Regions from separate parts of the Mus musculus genome. Here all the other regions are linked to region 3. Evidence: chromatin contacts called from public Hi-C data. All regions are on one chromosome and are shown on one strand. Each heading gives the region's core, a stretch centred on a gene start, on an enhancer-like site or on the middle of the called end of the contact. The rest is flanking DNA. Distances are from core to core; before and after follow the strand shown.

The links. A called contact is a pair of places that touch in the nucleus more often than the background predicts.
Region 1: a contact with region 3 is called in a Hi-C map of olfactory sensory neurons, with 1.6 times the contacts expected there. The contact joins two enhancer-like sites. A contact is called at or near these places in 1 of 484 Hi-C or Micro-C datasets (olfactory sensory neurons) and 3 of 9 other capture datasets (embryonic stem cells, liver and pancreatic islet).
Region 2: a Hi-C map of cortical neurons shows a contact between it and region 3, with 2.6 times the contacts expected there. The contact joins two enhancer-like sites. A contact is called at or near these places in 4 of 15 datasets of contacts at CTCF or cohesin (CD8 T cells, embryonic stem cells and large pre-B cells), 119 of 484 Hi-C or Micro-C datasets (the 63-12 cell line, the AtT-20 cell line, B cells and 66 more), 11 of 115 datasets of contacts at active chromatin or transcription factors (CD4 T cells, T-cell acute lymphoblastic leukemia, differentiating embryonic stem cells and 4 more) and 4 of 9 other capture datasets (adipose tissue, embryonic stem cells, liver and 1 more).

What each region holds. Positions count from the first base shown.
Region 1 is chr5:37,267,888-37,271,053 of GRCm38.p6, forward strand. It overlaps Crmp1 (collapsin response mediator protein 1), which reads left to right. Exons shown (of 14, transcript NM_001136058.2): 3 at 796-980. Among named protein-coding and RNA genes, the nearest start is that of Crmp1, 27 kb to the left of the region's middle. Within about 2 kb of position 1,419, at least 3 of the 459 cell types and tissues checked have an H3K27ac peak or open chromatin away from gene starts, as enhancers often do. A contact at or near this core is called in olfactory sensory neurons, where this site is marked.
Region 2 is chr5:36,943,875-36,946,975 of GRCm38.p6, forward strand. All of the region lies in intron 6 of Ppp2r2c (protein phosphatase 2, regulatory subunit B, gamma), which reads left to right. Gm52813 (a long non-coding RNA gene) reads left to right here. Exons shown (of 2, transcript XR_003955899.1): 2 at 1-1,002. Among named protein-coding and RNA genes, the nearest start is that of Gm52813, 5.2 kb to the left of the region's middle. Within about 2 kb of position 1,742, at least 40 of the 459 cell types and tissues checked have an H3K27ac peak or open chromatin away from gene starts, as enhancers often do. A contact at or near this core is called in cortical neurons, where this site is marked.
Region 3 is chr5:37,120,174-37,123,306 of GRCm38.p6, forward strand. Jakmip1 (janus kinase and microtubule interacting protein 1) reads left to right here. Exons shown (of 21, transcript NM_001347348.1): 10 at 768-851; 11 at 3,107-3,133. Among named protein-coding and RNA genes, the nearest start is that of Gm1043, 31 kb to the right of the region's middle. Within about 2 kb of position 1,533, at least 11 of the 459 cell types and tissues checked have an H3K27ac peak or open chromatin away from gene starts, as enhancers often do. A contact at or near this core is called in cortical neurons and olfactory sensory neurons, where this site is marked.

The sequences.
Region 1 (3,166 bases), core at 169-2,668, 150 kb after region 3:
GTCCCAGACATGGTTTTCTCCTCTTATTGAACAGTTCTTAAGTCCAATAAGAGAGCTGCTGATTACCACCGAGACATGCCTGCCACTTCTGATCATTGATCTAGGTTTATATGCATACTGACCATTGATAAACTTCATAGGCATCACAGTTGTGTAGGGAGATTCGGTTGCCTTCCTCCTTATGTCTTTTTAAATTAATCCTAGTCCTTTTGGATTCGGGCCCACCCTAGAGACCTGTTTTATCTCTGTGAAGACCTTGCCTTTATTACAGAAATATTCTAAGTTGCTGAGGGTTGAAGCCATAACATAGGGATGTTAGGGGGACACATTTCAGTACTTAAGTGTTGGTGAAATCCTGTGGAACTAATGATCCTGCTGCTGCCTCACTCAGTGACTCTTCTCTGTAACCCTTAGGGAACTGTCAAAACCGTGTAAAGTTCCCTAGGGCTGACCACTTGGTAGAGAGGACAGTTTCTTCTTGCTCTGCCATCTCCCCTCCTGGAGTCTCCTAAATAGCCCAGCCAAATGGCTAGCCCTCCCGTGCTTCTGAATTTGTACTATGCTGCATTCGAATATTAGATAGCAGGCTCTGAGCCCTTGAGAATGCTATGCCTGATCCTTCTTCTCAGCCCAGTACCCTGAGTCAGCTTGGGTGGGGAACACGTACTTTGAGGGGCTGACACTGTACAGTCTGTGCAAACAAACAGACAAACAAACAAACAGACAGACAAACAAACAAAACCCAAAACCAACCAAACAAAACCAACCCACAATTTCTTCGTTATTTGCCTCTAGACAAATAGGAGAGAACCTGATTGTTCCTGGTGGAGTGAAGACCATCGAGGCGAATGGCCGAATGGTCATTCCCGGTGGCATTGATGTCAACACTTACCTGCAGAAGCCCTCCCAGGGCATGACCTCGGCTGATGACTTCTTCCAGGGCACTAAAGCAGCGCTGGCAGGTGGAACCACGATGATCAGTGAGTGGCACTTTCCCTGGCCTTGGGGAGATGGTCCATGAGCCCTGCCCTCCACATCAGTACACACTGGTGCTCAATGCATCTGGCCCTGTTCTCAGGATTCCATGTAACTCCTTGTCACACCCTACCACGATAAATATAGATCATCTTCATGGGTGCTCTGGTCCAGAACAAAAAGAGTTCAAACATGGTGGAGGTTAACTCTCTAAAAGTTATTTTACTGTGTATCTGAGTGAAATTGTCACCCTTGTGATGTGTTCAGATTGGGCGTTTGCAGGTTCTTGGCCTCTTATTCAAGGACTTGAAACAAAAGCTCTCATAGGTTTGCAAAAAGTAGCGACGAATTGTTATTTAAAGCAGAGTTAGAGAACAGGTCAGAGTCCCCTGGGAAGGCAAGAGGAAGACACCCAAGGGCCCCATTATTGTTCAGGGAACATTATTGTTCTTCTTACGGGGGTTCAGGGAGTTCTGGTTGCTAAGGGCCATGGTGAAGGTGGTTCTGTTGTGACTGATAGTGTAGATCACATGCTTACTTTTCTACTGTACAAAGCCCTTACCACAATGGATCTGATTTTAATCACATACACTTCCAAGCATGCGTAGGCATAAGGTGGTAAAGAGGAGATTCTACCTAAAAGTTCCCTTTGAGTTTGCTTTACTATACTGCACCCTGAACCAGTTCAGACTGAATAGGCCTTTCTGGTCTCCTACCTGGGTATAAGGAGTCCATGAATGAATAGAACCTAAGACTAATGGTTGTTAAGGGAAGGAAAAAAATCTCTTCCATTGCTCTGAGAGGGGTGTGCATGCAGCTCAATGCAGCTGGATTCCTAGGCTGCTAACAGGTTGCTAGGTGTGTTATTTAGAGTGGTGTGTGTGTGTGTGTGTGTGTGTGTGTGTGTGTGTGTGTGTGTGTAGCATGTGCAGGTGAGAATCTCAGGCTACCAAGTAAATTATTAGTTATTGATATGAATATTACTTAAGGCTGTGCTTAGCCCAAGCAAAGTGGAGTCCCAGGGTGCTAAACTGTTCCTTATGGTTGCTTGTCTTAAAATGACTCGTGAAAATTCAGCCTCTGTTGAGGGTCTCCTGAGTCACATACTTCTGGCAAATGTCACCATCCTATGAATGCCAAGTGTGATGGGAGGAGATCACAAGGCAGGGCTCACTCTCTTTATCAAAGGCATCAGCTCACTGAGTGATCCCTGCATCAGTACCTTCTACCAGTACAAAAATGTAGTGTCCCAGTCATCCTCCATTAGGCTCCACCTCTCAAAAGCTCCAGCATGGGAACCCTGGGGACCCAGCTTCAGACACATAAATACTTGATGGACCTACTCAGGTCACATTTATGCTGAATCTGAAGCCCCATTTACTATTCTGCACTCATATATGTGGACAGGAGGGTAGCGCTGCAGTGGTCACGCCAGGCTATAGCTGGATCAGGGCACTGGGGCACTCCCTCTATGGAACCCATGCAAATGCACTACATCCTATTCATGGCTCATCCCAGTAAGCAGGATGGTCTTTGAGACCTCTCACCTCTTCTTGCAACAGCAGCCTTTCCCTCGCTCTCATTTCTACTCATATTGGCTGCACTAAGTCTCAGAGCCAGGTCCAACTTCCCTGAAGAACTGTCTGCCCCAGCGAGGCAGGGAGACACTGGAGAAGGCAGAAAGCTTCGGGGATGACTAATACCAGTCCAATGAGGTATGCCTGCTCCCTCTGCTTTGCTTTGTGTGAGTGCCTGCTTTTGCTTGGGTCCCGTTGCTATGAGGTTTTCTTTTAAAAGGCAAGACTTACGATAATCATTTGTCAAGCTCTGCTTCCAGAAAGCTTACTTTCAAGCTGCCCAGCCTTACCTATTCCTGCAGTGTATACAAGAGACTACATATGTCAATTGACAGCAGAGCCATCTGAGCTGTGAGAACCAACTCTCACCTAGCTTGGCTGACAAGTCAAGTCAAGTTTATGTCTTTTTAAATGAATAGCTCTTTAACCCGCTCACTGGCTAGGAGAGTGGATGAACCAGGACTTTAGACCAGAGTGAGCTTGGAACTGATCTTCAGAAACTAAACAAGGATGGGCTAGGACTCAGCCTTGAGGAGCCTCAGTTTCCCTACCTGCAGGCTAGGTATTAGGGTTAATATTCCTAATGGTGGACCCTGGCATTGATAGTGATGGAG
Region 2 (3,101 bases), core at 492-2,991, 180 kb before region 3:
AGCTAGATTCTCTCCTAGAATCTGTAGAAGTTACGTCTGGTTCATCCAGCTCCATGTTCCTTCCCAGAAATAAGACTCAGACTCAAAATAAATATTTACAAATACCTTGGCTATATAGCTAGGCTCTTCTTCTCTGAGTAGATCATAACTAAAATAATCCATTTATTCTAATCTACATTCTGCTACATGGCTGGCTACCTGTGCACAGGTACCACCTTCCTGAGCAAATCTCCCACCCTGCCTCTATCCCAGAATCCTCTCTGCCTTCCGATGTCCCACCTTCTATTCTACCCTTTCCTACAGGCCATAGGTTTTTAAATTGACAGGTGATGCATCCGTACAATGCACAAGCTATTTTCTCCTAAGAATCTACATGCATGGTCCACAACCCCGCCCCAGATAGAGCCCTTGTCGTCTCCAATGAGTAGGGTCTCCACTGTCCAAATTTCTGTCAGCATTCTTGTCTTCCAAGCTCCCACCAGTATAGCTTAAGCTCTGCCTACAGCATTCAAGGCTGTTCTGCCTCAAACCTCCAGACTCCTCCGTATTTCTCCTTTGAATCTGTTCTAAAGGCCTGAAAGACTAGTGGTCAGGCTTATCACAGCAGCACCCCCACTCTCTGGTACCAATTTTTTCTGAATTGTATATGTGTCATGTTTCTGTAATAAAAGCAACTTAAGGGAGAGAAGGTTAGTTTTGGCTCATGGTTCAAGGTTGCCGTCCATCATGGCAGGGAGCATGACACCAGGAACTTGAGATACGGGACTGTTTTACACCTGCACTCAGACAGCAGAGACTTGAGGGCTGCTGGTCAGCTTGCTTTCTCCTTTTTCTGCAGCTCAGGATTCAAGCTCAGAGAATGGTGCCACCCACTTTTAGGGCGTGTCTTCCAGTCTCAGCTAACCTAATGAAGATATCTCCCAGAAGCTAACCCAAGCAGCCAGTTTCTTACAAGTGTGTCATGCTGAGAGTATTAACCATTACAGTGCTTCATACACGTTTTCTATTGGAGTTAAGTCTATAATTTAGATTTTTCTGGAATTTTTTTCTCCGCCTCTAAATAGCCTGTGTAGAACCAGTCCCTACCTGCTTGCCTCCCGACCCCAGACCAGATGGAACCCTAGCCAGGAGCATGCTTGCTAAGCACTCTGACACCAACCATGCCCTCTGCTATGACATCTTATGCTTTGATGTGCTGCTACACAGGCCACTGCCTCTGTCATTGGCCATGTGTGGCTCAACCACAGTATGCATTCTTGGCTGTCATGAGGTTCCCAGGGCCAGAGCCTGTGATGTTCCTCATCAGCCATGATCGTTATTCCAGCTGCACTTGTGTAAAAAGCCTGCAGCTTTCACTAGTCCTTTGCCTCCCACTCCTCTGTTTGAAAAAGCCAGGGTGTGGCTGTCAGAGACTCCCCCAGGGCCCCGCCCACAGCATCCTTTCCTAATAAGATGACACTGCAACTTCCTTCTCACCGAATAAGAAGCACAGTGGAGTCCTGTGTGCGCTCATGCCTGCACTGAGCAGGGGAGGAGGCTGAGGGTCAAAGGAGTACAGTAGTTCCTTAGACCTGTCTGAACCAGACAGGGCTCGGGTGTACTGGCTCTCCTGTATTCCCAGCCGTGGCTTCAGCTCTCCCACAAACACTAGAAATGCAGGTTGTTGTCTGCTAGGCATTGTGGCAGGGTAACCATAGAAACAGCCATTCACGACTCCTCAAAATAGACAGTGATTTCTGCTTTTGATAGCAGAGTCTGCAAGACGTGCTAACAGCTGCTGAGCTGTTCAAGGCTAGCAAACCATTCACTCCTCAGAGTCTCCCAAGATGGAGCCATGAGCGCTCCTTTCTTGGCATTTTGCTCTTCCTCAGCCTCCTCACCATGTTGCCCTGGAGCCTCAAGAGAGCACTCTTCTCTTGGACTTAAAACAACATGTGTGCTTTGAGCAGTTGTGGGGGCTGGAGATCTACTCAGGGTGTGGCCAGGGCTAACTATGATGGAGGCTTTAGGAGCAGCTGTTGCCCTGTCCTTCCCAGCTGCTAAAGCTACCACACCTTGGCTACCACAGCCCCTAGACAGCCAGCACAAATCCCCATCCTGTCCCAAGGTTCTTCATACCAGTGTGGCGGGAAGAGGCCTCTCTGACAGTAAGCTTGGGAGTGAGGCTCAGAGCTTCCCCAGATAAGCTCTTTGTGGGCTTCAGTATAAGGGATAGTGTGGCAGAGAAGATGGAGGGCTCTGAGACTCAGAAATGGGGGCCAGAGCATGTCAGTTCTTCATGGGCCACAACTCAGGACACATTTCACTTTGTCTCTTGGGGATTGGTTGTGTGAGGCTGAGCATGGAATGAACACTCAGTGAGCATTATTGAATCCAGTTTATTAGCCCTTTTATCTCTGCTGGCCTGGGCCACTATTGGGGGCTTTATATGCCCAGAGAGGAAAGATCTGTCCAGAGCCTCTTGGGAGCTGTGGCCAACCCTCTTCTTCCAATGAGGCAATGGGCGGGGCTGTCACTCAATGGTTTCTTGTGGTTGGCTCTACTGAGATGCTTAGGTGGTAACTGACTGCTAGCACCCCCCACTTCCCCTCCCCCCAACTTCCCACAGAGCTCAGGGAGTTAATGCCAGCCCAAAGCAGTTCTAGCCACTGGGGTGTGATTAGCCACAGGTGTCCAATGCACATTCACAAAAGCAGCTCCTGGCCCGAAGACGCAGGACCCGTTAGTACCAGAACCACATCAGGGTCTGGCCTAGAAGATGCTTTCAGGCTTGTGTTCTGAACTGCCAGTAGGGGGCAGCAGAGAGTGTGCAGCAAGCGTAGCTCTGAGATCTGCTTGTGGATTCACTCTCAGTCTTGAGTTTTCTTGTGTATTCAATGGGGGTAATTAGGCTACCACCCCGAAGGTTTTATTAGGGGATTAAGTGAAGTCATTCACAGCACTTCAGTAAATAATCAATTAACACAGTTCCCACAAGGGAGCCCTTCCATGAGCTGGCTTTTCCTCTTTAGAGGGTCCTTAGAGCCCAGGGTTTTGGTAGGTGTTTAGGGAAAGGTTTGATGAATGAATGAATGAATGAATGAATGAATGAATGAATGAAT
Region 3 (3,133 bases), core at 283-2,782:
AGTCTGGGCCATAGTTTGAGACCTTGTTTCATAATTTAAAAAGAAAAGGGAAAGAGGTAGATTTTCCCACTTTCCAGATGACCTTGAACTCCTGATACACCTCCTGAGGGCCAAGATTTCAGGCCTCTGACAACACACCTAGTTTGGGTTCCTGACATCTGGAAAGCAGGTCACATCCGTGTCTTCACATTCCCCGTGTCAATGTGTGGCTGTAGCCAAGTAGCTGTGCCTCCCGGGACTAGGGTATGTGCCTACGCTGTGCCCTGCCTGCTGCTTCTTGCTGTAGGGTCAGCTGATCAGTGACTTCCTTGATGACTTGCCTAGTTTATGAGGTATTAGGTTTCGGTCTTTGCTGTAGGTGACAGAAAGCCCCATTAGACCCCCAAGCAAGTAGAACAGCTGTCAGCAGCTGGATGCTGCTGAAGGAGAAAGCACTGACCTTGTCAGAGCTGGCTTTGGGACCCTGAGGCATCCAGTTTGGGCAAGTTCATCCCAGAAGAGGGTGGCTCTTCTTGCAGGCTGCCCTTTGATTGTCCTTTACTGGGGGAGTTAGAACCATCACCCCCCCCCCCCATGACCCCTTACTTCCCACTGCAGGATGCGGCTGCAGATGGACTTCAGAACGCCTCAAGTGGTTGTGACGTGAGCATGCGTGCAACAGGACCCTCCTACCCTCAAGCTCTCTGGCTGCGGAGGCAGTCTGGTCGGCAGCCTGACTCGTTACCTCTGCAAGTGACTTGCTCACTTCCTGGTCTTTCTACTTCCAGACTCGGGAGCAGCTTCAGGCCGACCTGCTGAGGTGCCAGGCCAAAATCGAGGACTTAGAGAAGCTGCTGGTTGAGAAGGGACAGGTAAGCAGGAAGGCCATGCACTCTGTGATCCTCATGGCTCTGTCCCCATGGTGTCCCCGGGGTCCTCATGGCTCTGTCCCCACAGTGTCCCTGGGATCGATGTTGTCTTTGGTGTGCCAAGGGTAAGGGGCGGTTCTGTGGAGGAATCCCTGTGACCCCAGGTGAACCTGTGTTGCCACAGTCAGAGCGTGGTGCCCTGAAAGCTTGCCTGGCTTCTCCTCGGTTGCCCACATCAGAAAAGCAGAAGGTAACTCTCAGAGCAGAGACGCAGCCAGAAGCTCTTTTGACTGGGGCTGGAGCCTGAAGAAAAGCTGCTGTTTTCTGTCAAGATTTTAATTGCCTGTGCGTAATTGAAGTGCTGTGGGCCACTTGGCAGGGCCCATAGCAAAGGGCTGAGGCTGTGACTTCGCCATGGGAGTCTGGATTGGTTATCTGCATGGACTCCCCTCTCTGATTTGCTTAGTCCAGGCCCAGTGGGCATCAGGCAGAGAGAGGCAGCCCTCAGGCCTTTCTTGTTGGTGCCTCTTGTAAGCAGAGGGCTTTCTATTTTACACGGTTCCCTAGGGACCCAGTACCAGAGGTGCCATCTTAGAACTTATTTCCTGGCAACAGTCAGCGGGTTGAGGAGACTTTCACTGCCTCAGAATAGCTTACTGGCACAAACTAGTCACATGGCCCCATATGGGTCTATAAAAGGCTGGTGCACAGGCACAGGCATGGGTTTCTGTAGGTCCTTGCTCCTGCTCTCAGTGAGAGACTGAGGCATATGGAAAGGTCTCTGGCCTCTCTCTCTCTCTCCTCCCCTCTCTCTCTCTCTCTCTCTCTCTCTTTCTCTCTCTCTCTCTGTGTGTGTGTGTGTGTGTGTGTGTGTGTGTGTGTGTGTGTGTGTTTGTATGGTGTAACAAGCTGCCTCTAAACGTAGTTGCTTAAATAGTAGGGTTTGATTTGTTCGGAGATCTGTGAATTGGTGCCAGGCTGGGCTCTGTAAATGGTTGTTCTGTTGGTCTTGCCTGGATTGCCCTGAAGCTTCAGTAGTCAGGCAGGTCAAATGGGGCTAGGCAGAAGTCAGGTAGGTCAAGTGGGACTAGGAGGCCTTAAATGAGATCACTTGCCACTTGTGGTCTGGTTATCCCTCCTCCCATAGGTGTTCTGGCTTTTTTATCTGGTCGTCTGGGGTGAGGAACCCCCTTCTGTCAAGCATCACGAATACTGACCAGGCCTCTGCTCGCATCACATTCATTAGTACTTGAGTAGGCAAAACACATCACAGCCAAGCCCAGCTTCAAGGCTGGAGTAACAGACCCCATCCCTTTGGACGATGAGCTGACTTGCAAAGCATCTTGTACACACAGATGTGGAGCAAAGGTCGCAGCCACCCTTGTGACCAGTCCACCAGACAGGAAGGTGGATGGACACAGCGCTATCTTCTCAGGGACTTGCAGCCACACAAACATACATGCAAAGAGCATGTATGCAAATGGGTCAGCAGAGACACAGGGTATTAGGTAGAAGGCCCCAGGAGGTGACCTTCAAATGTCTTCTGGGCATTGCACACCTGTTGGTCAGATCCTAGGTCCGCCTTGGCTAACGAGCATTGCTGAATTCCAACACTGGGTGAGACTGGCTCGGCTCCTGTGGAGTGGGAATGGGGGGCAAGGTGGAGGGGATAGACTGTTCTAAATCTAGGATGGGCAGGATCAGGAGGTGGAAGAGGAGGAGGAGGAGGGAGGAGGAGAAGAAGGGAGAAGAAGAGGAGGAGGTGGAGAAGGCTCCCTTACCTCCTGTATCTTCCCCCTCCAGTCTGATGCTGATGAGGGAGAGCCAGTGTTCGTGGCTCTGGCCTGACACTGAGGATGCTACGGTGTCAGCACAGAGGCTGTGCTAATAGACTCCATGTGAGTGGAGTTGAGCAAAGCACCAGTGGGGAGGTGGAAAGCCCTTTTGGTTATTCACTCAGCCATCACGGAGCAGTGTCCTGTAATGGCCCAGGGGACCTCGAGCCTATGGGGAGAGAGCTAGGAAAGAATGACATCTCACACGTGGGGCTAGGGGGCCTTAAATAAGCTCACTCACCTCTTGTGGTCCGGTCACCCCTCCTGCTGCTCTGTGCTCTCAGGACAATTGGAAGAACCCTGTTCTTTCCTGGCTGTGAAGGTTTAGAGGATGATGAAGTCACACAGCCACTGTCCATATCTGGGAGTTGGTGGCTCAGTCAACACGGGAACCAGTGAATAAATACCCTGTATTTCCTGCAGGACGCTGCGTGGGTAGAGGAGAAGCAG